Regions from separate parts of the Sus scrofa genome. Here regions 1, 3 and 4 are each linked to region 2. The links are chromatin contacts, called in public Hi-C and HiChIP or PLAC-seq maps. All regions are on one chromosome and are shown on one strand. The core of a region is the stretch at or near the end of the contact, and the rest is flanking DNA. Distances in the headings are between cores, read along the strand shown. Region 1 holds the start of LOC102163780 (vesicle-associated membrane protein 714-like). Region 2 holds the start of RASGEF1B (RasGEF domain family member 1B). Region 3 holds the start of HNRNPDL (heterogeneous nuclear ribonucleoprotein D-like). Region 4 holds the start of LOC110255270.

The links. Hi-C and Micro-C count contacts between places; a contact is called where the count stands out from the background. HiChIP or PLAC-seq counts read pairs in DNA pulled down with a chosen protein or histone mark.
Region 1: a contact with region 2 is called in an H3K27ac HiChIP or PLAC-seq map of skeletal muscle, with 13 times the contacts expected there. The contact joins the promoter of LOC102163780 here to the promoter of RASGEF1B in region 2. A contact is called at or near these places in 3 of 5 promoter capture datasets (fetal skeletal muscle, liver and skeletal muscle), 22 of 47 Hi-C or Micro-C datasets (alveolar macrophages, brain, embryonic fibroblasts and 13 more) and 2 of 2 datasets of contacts at active chromatin or transcription factors (alveolar macrophages and skeletal muscle).
Region 3: a contact with region 2 is called in a Hi-C map of liver, with 4 times the contacts expected there. The contact joins the promoter of HNRNPDL here to the promoter of RASGEF1B in region 2. A contact is called at or near these places in 1 of 5 promoter capture datasets (liver), 8 of 47 Hi-C or Micro-C datasets (alveolar macrophages, embryonic fibroblasts, heart right ventricle and 4 more) and 2 of 2 datasets of contacts at active chromatin or transcription factors (alveolar macrophages and skeletal muscle).
Region 4: an H3K27ac HiChIP or PLAC-seq map of alveolar macrophages shows a contact between it and region 2. The contact joins the promoter of LOC110255270 here to the promoter of RASGEF1B in region 2. A contact is called at or near these places in 1 of 5 promoter capture datasets (liver), 2 of 47 Hi-C or Micro-C datasets (embryonic fibroblasts and liver) and 2 of 2 datasets of contacts at active chromatin or transcription factors (alveolar macrophages and skeletal muscle).

What each region holds. Positions count from the first base shown.
Region 1 is chr8:135,894,227-135,896,926 of Sscrofa11.1, forward strand. LOC102163780 (vesicle-associated membrane protein 714-like) reads right to left here and starts at 1,447. Exons shown (of 6, transcript XR_002346908.1): 1 at 953-1,447. It also overlaps a transcript of RASGEF1B not described here.
Region 2 is chr8:136,554,892-136,557,591 of Sscrofa11.1, forward strand. It overlaps RASGEF1B (RasGEF domain family member 1B), which reads left to right and starts at 1,324. Exons shown (of 14, transcript NM_001195367.1): 1 at 1,324-1,460.
Region 3 is chr8:135,801,095-135,803,794 of Sscrofa11.1, forward strand. It overlaps HNRNPDL (heterogeneous nuclear ribonucleoprotein D-like), which reads left to right and starts at 1,436. Exons shown (of 9, transcript XR_002346906.1): 1 at 1,436-2,668. It overlaps ENOPH1 (enolase-phosphatase 1), which reads right to left and starts at 1,239. Exons shown (of 6, transcript NM_001243830.1): 1 at 979-1,239. The coding sequence starts at 1,062.
Region 4 is chr8:135,843,115-135,845,814 of Sscrofa11.1, forward strand. It overlaps LOC110255270, which reads right to left and starts at 1,451. Exons shown (of 2, transcript XM_021101889.1): 1 at 237-1,451; 2 at 1-42. The coding sequence starts at 1,427. The coding sequence ends at 846. HNRNPD (heterogeneous nuclear ribonucleoprotein D0) reads left to right here and starts at 1,378. Exons shown (of 7, transcript XM_021101885.1): 1 at 1,378-1,962. The coding sequence starts at 1,730. It also overlaps the pseudogene LOC100737946.

The DNA of each region.
Region 1 (2,700 bases), core at 197-2,696, 660 kb before region 2:
TTCTAACTGGCAACAAAATTTAACCTGTCCCAAACTGTACTCCCCTCCTCCTCCCCTGCACTTCCTCTGACTCCTTCCCTCACAATCCTGCTCCTCTGTATGTAGTTTCTATCATGTTTAATGTCGCCTAAGAAAAAAATTTTGACAAATCTTCACATTGTACACCTTACACAATGTTATATGTCAATTATATCTCAATAGAGCTGGGGGGGAAAAGATTAAAAAAAAAGAAAAAAAAAGTTGAGGCTCAGCCTCGGCATGGCTCTGATCCCTATCCCACATATTCGACCAGTCATTAACTCCTGAAGGTTATTTTACAAAGTCTCTTCAGGATCTGCCCCTGTCCCCCTTTCCTGCTGCAGGTCATTGCCTGAGCTCAGGCCCTGAGGTCCTAGATAAACAACAACGATATCCTTCTAGCTGGTTCTCTTCCCTCCAATCCACCTTCTCTATTGAAACTAGACCAAATCTCCCAGAAGATGGATCAGATTTTGCTGTTCTTCTACTGTAAATCTTTAATTGCTCCCTGGTTTCTCTAGGATAAGAAAACAAACTGCATATAAGACCCTTCATTAATTATTCTTGGTCCACTTTTCTGACCTCATCTTTAGTACCTACATACTGTGCTCTGCTCCAGCCACACTGAATTCCTGAGGTTCCCCAAGCACACCATGCTGTTCCCTCTGCATAGAGGGCCCATTCCCCTTCCCCGGGCCAGGCTACAGCTGACTTGTAATGCTTCTAAGCCAAGCACCCGACCACCACCTCCTCTGTGGCTGGCAAGCCAGCCTTTCTTTCCAGAATGCTAGAGTAGCAATCATGATCCACCTGCACTGAAATGCTTTTTACACAGTAAGACATCTGAATGCAGCCTTTGGGTATAAATGGACAACGTGCTCCTGAAGTGACAACTCCAGGCGCCGCCTTCTCTTCATTGTTGCATCCCTCATACCTTTACTCCGGGATTGTGCGACTAACATGTATTCAATAAATGTGCGTTGAATCGCAGGCCATGTCTGGGGGGAGAGAACATCTTGAAGGGTCTCTGGAATTAAACAGGAAGCGACCGCCAAGCAGGTGGCGTGCAGCACCAGCCCCAACCGCTGGGCGGCGCACTGGCGGCTCTGCCGTTCGGAGCGGGAGCGGCTCGGGGCAGGGATTCCCCGTCTCACTGGACAGGCCGCTCTCGGGGGCGGGGCCTCGCGCCCCCACAGCCCGCTCAGGGCAGCCCCTCAGCGCCGAGGCCCGAGCGGCGGGTGGAACCGGCGAAGGCCGAAGTGCCGCCGCAGGGGTACCTGGTATGAGCCGCCGGTCAGGGCCAGCTCCGCTAGGACCGCTCGGCCACGTGCGATGCAGCTGTAGGTGATCGGCATCGCGGGCGGCCGGCGAAGGAAAGGCTCCGCGGTCCCAACCGCCCGCGACAGCCTCGGGGCGGCGACTGGGGCGGGGCTGCGCGAGAGGGTGGTGTCTGCGCAGGCGCGGGGAGCGAGTGATTGGCAGGGAGGGAGGCGGGGCCGGCGCACGGGGGGGGCGAGTGATTGGCAGGGAGGGAGGTGGGGCCGGCGCGGGGGGGGGGGCCGCGAGTGATTGGCAGGGAGGGAGGCGGGGCCGGCGCGGGGGGGGGCGGGCCCGAGTGATTGGCAGGGAGGGGGGCGGGGCCGGCGCGCGGGGGGGGCGAGTGATTGGCAGGGAGGGAGGCGGGGCCGGCGCGGGGGGGGGCGAGTGATTGGCAGGTAGGGAGGCGGGGCCGGCGCGGGGGGGGGATGATTGGCAGGGAGGGAGGCGGGGCCGGCTGTTGCCGGGGCTGAGCCTGTGATGAGGCCCCGACGAGGTTTCTGGAACAAGTGGCTTCGGGTGAGTGACGCCTTTTTCGCGGTCGTCCTTAAAATCACGTAGGAGCCCGTTACTTCACCGTGTTGACCTACATGGGATTCAGTCGCAGCCTAGGACACGTAAAAGAGAGACCTCGACTTCAAGTAAAACCCGTGCGTTAGCTCAACGGGCATTTGCTGAAGCCCCCACGCGCTCGCCGGGCGCCTGGACGGACGCGTGTGCGGAGGCCGAGGCTGCAGACCCTGACCGGGGGAGGGCATGGTCTGGTGGTGGTCACGGAGGCACGTGCAGACAAGTGCCAGCCTCGGGTGCCCGGCGGTCGCCGCGAGGCCAAATGCAAGGTGAAGGCATCGCCGCAGCTGGCGCGGAGGCCGCTGGCTCTCCCGGGAGCAGAAGCGGGGTTTCCGCAGTCAGGGCCGGGGTGGAGGACGGTGGCGCAGGGCAGGCAGACGGAGCAGCTGTGGCGGCTTGGACGTGGGCACTGCGCTCCGGGTTGGCTGAGGGTGCGGCGCAGAGGCAGGGTGTGCGGCAGCGGGGGCAGGTTTGAGAGGCGGGCGAGTCCTAGACCTTGAGTTCCTGGACAAGAATGTTTTAAAGACTAAGTTTCAGATAGGCTTAGATGTTTCCATTGGCAAGGGGTTGTGGCAGAGTGGAAAGAAGTCGGACCCTTGGATCCAAGATACAGGCACGGCCGTTTACTCTGTGCCTTTGCTGTAACTTAACCTTTCTAGACTCCATGTGCCAATCTGTAAAATGGGGATAGTCGTCCAGTTTAAATTAAATAATTACGCAGCATACTGTAGATGTGTGGTTGCAGTTTTTATGGTGATAAGGTTTTTATGGTGATGGGAATTACTGGTTTGTTCC
Region 2 (2,700 bases), core at 74-2,573:
CCAGGACAGGCTCTCCTTTTACAAACGGCAGAGAAGCTCAGGTAGATGGGAGTGGATGACTGAGTCAGGGGAGACCCGTTTGCAGAAGAGAAGGAGGGAGTATAATCAGAGAAAAAGAAGTGAGAGGGGGTGTGCCTGTGCAGAAAGGGAGGGGCGGAATCAGAATAGGCGCGGTGAACCTCGAGGTGGCTGCTACCATCCCAGAAAGGAGGCGGGAGGGAGGGAAGATGGAGCGGGACAAAAAGGGGGCCTCTATCACAGCCATCCTAATGGAAGGCCTTCCTATAGGACAGGTGTGAATAGTGTTGTTTTACACATGGGAAAACTGAAACGCAGAAAAGCGGCTTTACTTATCCAAGGTCACGTAGCGGGCAACTGTCTCCTGATGTTTAGTTTGTATTCTTTCCCTGCATCTCTTCCTTCCCTTGTTTGCTTCCATCGTTTCTTTTCTCCAGCCTTTTTTTTTTTTTTTTTTTTTTTTTTTTTTTTTTTTTTGTATTCGTACAAGGTGAAGTACTGGAGTTTCTATCTTTTTTCTAAAACAGTTATCAAGTATCCAATTCTAGAGTATATGGTTACCATGACAGCGCAGCCTTTAGGGAGGCCGGACCTCCCGCTTTGCCTCCAGAATCGTATTTCACAGCACAGGTTCCCTCTTCTTCTTCCTTTTTTTTTTTTTTTTGGTGGAACTTTTAACAGCCGCAGTTTGACATTTTGTTTAGGTGACCGTTCGCTTAACGCTTGTCCTCCTCTAGACTGCACGCTTCCTAATGGCAGGATCCAGCCTCCTTTTGCCCGGAGTGTGCCCCCAGCGTTTGTCACAATGCCTAGCACGCAGGCTTTCTGTAAACATTTGCTGGGCCAGTGTTCTTGTGGTTTCTCTCAGCTCTCCTCTGAAAATTCCACGGACAGTAACCTCTAGCTCATAATTATGTTAATAGATACTGTATAACAAGTCGGGCCGGTATGTACAGGTAGCACACAGGTAAATGAACACACACGGGTACACACATGACTGCACAAACAGCCTCCAGCACATGCGCTCAGGAGGAGACGCACGCGGGCTCAGCGAGCCGAACCCGCGCTGGTAAACACCGCTGCGCCCGGCTCCGCGGGCCTCCGCAGCGTAGGAGGGCACCCGGGCAACCGCGCCTCCAGAGTCGGGGCCCCCGGGACCCGTGGGCTGGTGCCCGGCGCCGGGGGCGGTGGCGGAGTGGGCGGTGAGCTGCGCCGTGATTGGCCGTGCGGCCGCTCGGGCGGGGCCGGCGGCGGGGGCGGGCGCTCGGGCGGAGGGGTGTGCGCGGCGGCGGCGGCCGGAGTTTCAGTATAAACAAGGCATCCGACTGGTTGGGCGGATTTTTCTTTTCCTTCTTCCCGCGCGCTTTCGCTCCCAGTCCTTTGGTTGCGTTGTGGGCGCGCGGCACACAGCCGGGAGGCCGAGGACCCGGGGCCGTCTGCAGGTGGGTTGTTCTCTGGTCAACAATTCTCCCGGGAGAAACGGGAGCCCGGCGGCGGGAACGCGCGACCCCGCCGCGCGCTGCGCTCTCCCAGGCGTCCCCGGAGCTGCGCGCGGAGCCGCCCGGCTCTCTCCCTGCGCCCCGGCTGCCGGTGCGCCGGGAGGCGGCGGGAGAGCCCGGGCCAGTGGGCGCTGCCGGCTCAAAGCGCCTGCTAAAGCCGGAGACCGGGAGAGTCCCCTTGCCTGGCCGCCGAGGATGTCTGGGGCCGCCCCGGCAGCGGCCTGGGTGCCAACAGGTGCGGGACCCAGCCGTTGGGTCGCGGGCGGGGACAGGCTTGGGATGTGCCTCGCTTCTCGCCCTGATCCCGAAGCCAAGCCTCTGTTTCGAGATCTTGCCACGATTTTCGAGGATTTGTCTGAGTTGTAGTTGCGTTCATCCTTTTTTCATCCTGTCTCCCCTTCCTTGTGCACTGCGAGGCTGTTTCCTTCTGCTGCTTGGCCAGTTTTCGTGTGCGGGTGGGTGGGTGGAGGGAACTGTTTATTTTTGGTGTCGGAGCCTTAGGATCTTAAGGTCTGCTTCTTTGGGCGGAGACAGGGGAACAGAAGTCATTTACTTGCCCCTGACGAGGTGATATTCCTTCAGCGGACAAACTTGGGGCACAACGTGTCGCCTTTCTCTTGCCTGAGCTCAGGTTTGTCGCCTCGGATCACCTGGTCGGGCTTTAATAAAGTGAACAGGAGCTACCTGGGAGCCTCGCGGGCTGCCCGCAGGAGAGAGGCTCCTCCTTCTGGGGAAACGGTGGCAAGAACTTCAGGGCTGTGCGAGAGAAATGGGAGGGACAGGAGGCCTGTACGTGCGTCTGTCTGTCTGCGTACGGCTGTTGTGCGCATTCCTACTTCACCCCAACCCGGTCCGCGCAGTTCAGGCGAGAGCACCGCAGCTAATGAGCCCTCTGACAGCGCCGAGGGTGGCACAAGCGTCGTAAACAGCAGGAGGGTCTCTGGGCAGCGACCCTGTCTAAGGACTGTGGACGCGTCTGTCTGCGCGGATGAATCCGGTGGGTATGGTGTGTGCAGATGCATATGCACACGAGTGTGTCTATGTGTGTTTGGGCGAACGCGTCTCCAAGGAGTCCTTCGTCAGCAGCGCCATGTGACGCCGGTCAGGCACTGCTTGTGTGCGTAGATCTATATTTAGCCCCGGATGATCTTTCTCGGCCGTGGGAGGTCTCTGAACCGAGTGC
Region 3 (2,700 bases), core at 186-2,685, 750 kb before region 2:
ATATTAATTTATCCTTCCAAATACAACATATTTAAAAAGGAACGTGCTTTAAAGCAAAGTTAGGGAGTTCCCGTGGTGGCACAGTGGTTAACGAATCCGACTAGGAACCATGAGGTTGCGGGTTCGCTCCCTGCCTTTGCTCAGCGGGTTAAGGATCCGGCGTTGCCATGAGCTGTGGTGTAGGTTGCAGAGGCGGCTCGGATCCCGCGTTGCTGTGGCTGTGGTGTAGGCCGGCGGCTACAGCTCCAATTCGACCCCTAGGCCTGGGAACCTCCATATGCCGCAGGAGCGGCCCTAGAAATGGCAAAAAGACAAAAAAAAAAAAAAGCAAAGTTACAGGTTTATGAACTGGGTGTAGACAAGGGTTGGTTACCACTGACATTCTAGGAGGAAGGTATTGGCTAAGAACTTTAGGCTTCCATTTTTGAAGAAAATGAACGGAATCTAGACATGTTTGCTAGCCTAATCCAGCAACGCACAGTGTGCAGTTCGGCCACTAAAAGCAGGAGTGGGAAACGGCAAAGATCAACCATTACTGCTTTAAGATACCTGGGCTACCCGAAAAGTCACACTTCAGTCTAGAAGCGTGGGACTAGAAGCCTCAAGGACAGCTAGACAGCGGCCACCACCTCGCCAGGTTCAACCCGGCACAAGGCGGGCGCACACCTGTCGGGCGACTGGGCGCACACCTGTGGGGGGGCCACACTGCCCTCCTCCGTCCCCTCTTCACCACCATCTCCATCTCTTCCCCAACCACCTGCCTCTAGCGGAAGGCGAGGACCCGGGAAGGTTAAGACAAGGCGGTGAGGCACAGCATCCCTGCAACCCGCCGCAGACTACGTCCTCCCACCCCAGAGCGGGTGCAAAGCCACACCGTCTCTCCCACGCCTCCGGTCTCCAGGGCGAGGTCTGCAACACTTTAAAATACTTCATTGTTTGAAAGCACAAGTAACTTCCCCGCTCCCTTCCGCCCCTCACCTTCACGAAAGCAATCGGGGTTGTGGTACCTTCGATATCTAACAGGATCACAGTGACTTCGGCGGGCACCGAAAGCACGACCATTTCCCTACCGGATGATACCACGGGAATCGGCCTACTGGTGGGGAGGGCGGCGGGCGGCGCCGGCGGCGGCGGCGGCAGCAGCGGGCGAAGCTTCCGACAGTCCCGCAAGGACCCCAGAGCGGGCAACCGCGCCCTGCCGACGCACGAGGCGGAGAGGACCCCTCCGCGGCCAAGGAAGCAGAGAAACCCGCAGGACGGGCGCCCAGAACTCGGGAGCGATCCGGGGCCGGAGGCCGAGACCACGTGGGTAGGGAAAGGGGCGGTCCTCCGGGGCCCCGAGGGGGCGGGGAGAGGCCCTGGCGCCGATGCCGATTGGCCGCTAGAGGGCCTCGCACCCGATCCGTCAAGATGGGCCTCGCGTGGGCGGGAACAAAGAGGCGAACGCGGGAGCCGGGTGCGCGGGCGCGCGCCCTCCGCAGACTGGTAGAGCGAGCGGGAGAGGCCCGGGGCACGTGCAGACGGGAGCCCCGCGAGTGGCGCGCCGGGGATGTGAGTGCCCCTTGCCCTCTACGGCACCTACCCTCCCTCCCCGCCCACTGCCTCCGCGTTTGCGTATTGACAGTAATCCGACCGGGCCCGCGCCCCTCCTCCCATCCTCAGCCAGCAACAGAGGCCGTTTGGGTCCCGGCCAGCCGAGCGGCGTGGGCCTGCGATCGGCCAGGGAGGCCCGCCGCGCCCCCTCGGCCCGCGCGCCCGTGGCGGAGCGGAGAGGCGCCCGTCCTGCGCCGCTGCCCGGAGGGGCCGCCGCGCGCCCGCTCCCTGGTCGGCTGGGTCCAGGCAGCTCGAGGACAACACGCGTGCGCGCGGCGGACGGGCGGGCGCGCTCGCCACCTCGGCTGCGGGCGCCGGGCGCAGTCCGCCTCTTCCCGGAGCAGCGCGCCCACGGGGCTCATTGATAGCAGCGGCAGCCGCAGCAGCAGCTCGGCACTGGGGATCCGAGGGCGGAAAGAGGCGGGGTTGGCGGCTCTTTGCTGGGAGTGGGCTGGACCGGACGCCAGAGACAAAGGCTCTCAAGGCAAGAGGGACTGTGGCCCTGGGACGGCGCTGCTCGGGATTCGTGACCCCAGGACTTCTCGCCCCGTCGTTTTTCTCTTCTGACGCATCCCTCTCCCCAAGCCCGCCTCCCCTCGGCCGCGACCTCACTCCTCCGCGGGAGGGCCGCGATGGAGGTCCCGCCCCGGCTTTCCCAAGTGCCGCCGCCATTGTTCCCCTCCGCTCCCGCTACTTTAGCCTCCCGCAGCCTCTCCCATTGGCGGCCGCGGGCGCCGCGGCAGCTCGCTCCGCTCCTCCCTTCGCTCGCTCCCAGCTCCGCCCGGCAGGGGGCGCGCCGGGCCCAGCGCCACGTCACCGCACAGCAGCCCTCGCGATTGGCCGGCGTGGCGGCTATAAAGGGAGGGCGCAGGCGGCGCCCGGATCTCTTCCGCCGCCATTTTAAATCCAGTTCCATACAACGCTCCGCCGCCGCCGCTGCCGCGACTCGGACTGCGCGCCCGCACCCTCCGGCCGACAACCCCGCCGCCATGGAGGACATGAACGAGTACAGCAACATAGAGGAGTTCGCAGAGGGGTCCAAGATCAACGCGAGCAAAAATCAGCAGGATGACGGGTACCGCACGCGTCTCCCCCCTCCCCCAGCGC
Region 4 (2,700 bases), core at 201-2,700, 710 kb before region 2:
GCTCTGAGGTACGCATCCTTGGCATTGCTTGTTTATGATTTCCTTAGAGGAATTCAGTACGATGGTCTTTTAAGACGTTTTCAGAATTTGATCTGCATTCTAGGGTTTTAATTATTCTGTAACACAAAGTCTCTAACTTAAGTAATTATAAAACATTAGACATTTTTAATCCTAGAGGTTTTGGGTAGCGTTAGTATCAATGCATTTAACTACATAATGAAAACCAAATATTTTACCTCTCCAGAGTCCTCTGCTGTATCTCGCACTAGTCTTCGTTTGCTCAGTGTCTGGGCACATGACGAAACAGGCGCAAAATCATCTCCTGACGAAAGAAGTGCCCCAAACCTTCATTTTCTTCTAGATGTGCGTGCAGGAAGCTGCCAGTCCCCGAGCCCGAATAACTCAGTTTCCAGCCAAGGCACTTGGGATTTCTAACAGGTCTGTTAAAGACGAACTTGACTGCTACCCCGCACAAGACGCCTGGCGGGTTTAACCAAAGCCGCCCAAACCCACAACGCCCCAAACCGAGCACCCTCGTAAAGACGATGCACACAACGCACAGACTGAAGACCATTACATTAACCGAACGCGCGCTTGATCTCACACACGTCCCCAAGGACGTGGCAGGTGTCGGGATCCTCCGAGTAAGCAGAGCAAGACAACCCCGTTTCTTAAAACACGCAAGGTGCCCGCTGCTTTCGACGAAAAACTTCAGGAGACGGGCAGGCAGGCACACATCCGACCCGGAGAACAAGCCGCGAAGGAGGCAGCCCTTCGGGCCGGCGGCTCCAGCCCGCCCGCCGGGGCTGGGGGGCGCGGCAGCGGCAGCCGCGGGCACCTCAATGTCACCCGGGCGCGGGCGGCTCCGGTGGCCGGAGGAGCTGCCGCAGGCCGTGCACGGGCGCGGCCGGCCCGGCGTCCCCGGAGCGGCGTGGGCCCGGCCGCCCCCTCGGGGTGGCCGCTCTCCTCCCGCGGACCCCGGCGCCCAGGGCCGCCGGCGGGGCGCCTCTCCTCCCTCGCCGAGTCCGCCGGCGCGCGGGCACGGCCGCCGCCCGCGAGGCGCCCCCACTCCGCTGCCCGCCGCCCCGCCTGCTGGAGCGGGCGGGCGGGCAGGCAGGGGTGGGGTGGGCGGGTGAGCGCCCCGGGAACCCTCGAGAGGCGAGGGCGGGGGAAGCGGCCCCTCTAGCTGCGCCTTGGAAACAGCGCCCCTTGTTCTCGATGGTCTCGGCGCGGCTCTCCCGGCGGACGCCACTTCCGGTTCCTTTTAAAGGCCCCACGCAGAGCGGCGCGGCGCGTGCGGAGAAGGTATGAAAGGCGGCGCGCGGGCGGGACCGAGGAGGAAGGGGAAAAACTGGCGGGGGGGCGGGGGTGCAAAGGGCGCGCTCGCGCGTCACGTGACCGGGACGCGCCGTTCTTCCGTCGGCCATTTTAGGTGGTCCGCGGCGGCGCCATTAAAGCGAGGAGGAGGCGAGAGGGGCCGCCGCTGTGTCTTATTCTTTTTTAGTGCAGCGGGCGAGAGCGGGCGTGCGCGCCGCGCGAGAGTGGGAGGCGAGGGGGGCAGGCCAGGGAGAGGCGCAGGAGCCTGTGCAGCCGCGCGCGCCGTCTCTGTCTTGTTGTGTGCCTCGCGCGGCGGAGCGGGCGCGCGGCGGCGGCGGGGATTACTTTGCTGCTAGTTTCGGCTCGCGGCGGCGGCGGGTGTCGTCTCGGCGGCGGCGGCGGCGGTAGCGCTATGTCGGAGGAGCAGTTCGGCGGGGACGGGGCGGCGGCGGCGGCGACGGCGGCGGTAGGCGGCTCGGCGGGCGAGCAGGAGGGAGCCATGGTGGCGGCGGCGCCGGGGGCAGCGGCGGCGGCGGGAAGCGGAGCCGGGACCGGGGGCGGAACCGCGGCTGCTGGCACGGAAGGGGGCAGCGCCGAGTCGGAGGGGGCGAAGATCGACGCCAGTAAGAACGAGGAGGACGAAGGGTGAGTAAGGGGCGGCCCGGGATAGTCAGGCCCAGCTCCCCTCCCCCTCCCCGTGCCCCGCCATTAGGCCTCGTTCCCGCCCGGCCCGCGCGCAGCCTCGGCGCCCCGCGCGCCCCTCTCCGCGCCGGACTCCCGGGCCCGCGTCCCCTGCCCCTGCCCGCGGGCCGCCCCCTCCCCCATCCCACACGTTTCCACCTTTAGCCGTCACCATGCCGCTCCCGGCCCGCCCTCCTCCCCTCCCTCGCCTCGGGTCTCCTCCCACTGGCGGAGCCGCCGGGATTTTTTCCCGCCCGCCGAGGGGTTACCTTTTTTCCGCTGCCGCTGTCTTCTCGCGTCCCCGTTTTCTGAAGTCCCGGGCAGGACGGCGCCGGCGGACACAAAAGCCTTTATGCCCGGGCGACTCAGGCTTATGGGGTTGCCCTCACCCCGGCCTCCCGGGACGGCGAGTATTTATCAACACACGCTTCGGGGAGCGTGTAGGCTGTCCGGCGGCGCTCCTCCCTCTCGGCTTCAGGCCGAGCGCCTCTGAGTCGCGGGCGCGAGTTCCTCCGCGGCCTCCGCGTTCCCTCCGCACCGGCTGGCGCGGCGGCTCGCCCCGCGGCCCCTGCGCTGCGGCCGCCGGACCCCCGGGCCTGGTGGAGGGCGCCCGCGGCTGCGGCCGTTCCGCTCCGCCGGCTTTCCTTAAGTTGCCCGGCGGCGGGGCCTGCCCGGGGCTCGAGCCGTTCCGGCTCCCGCCGG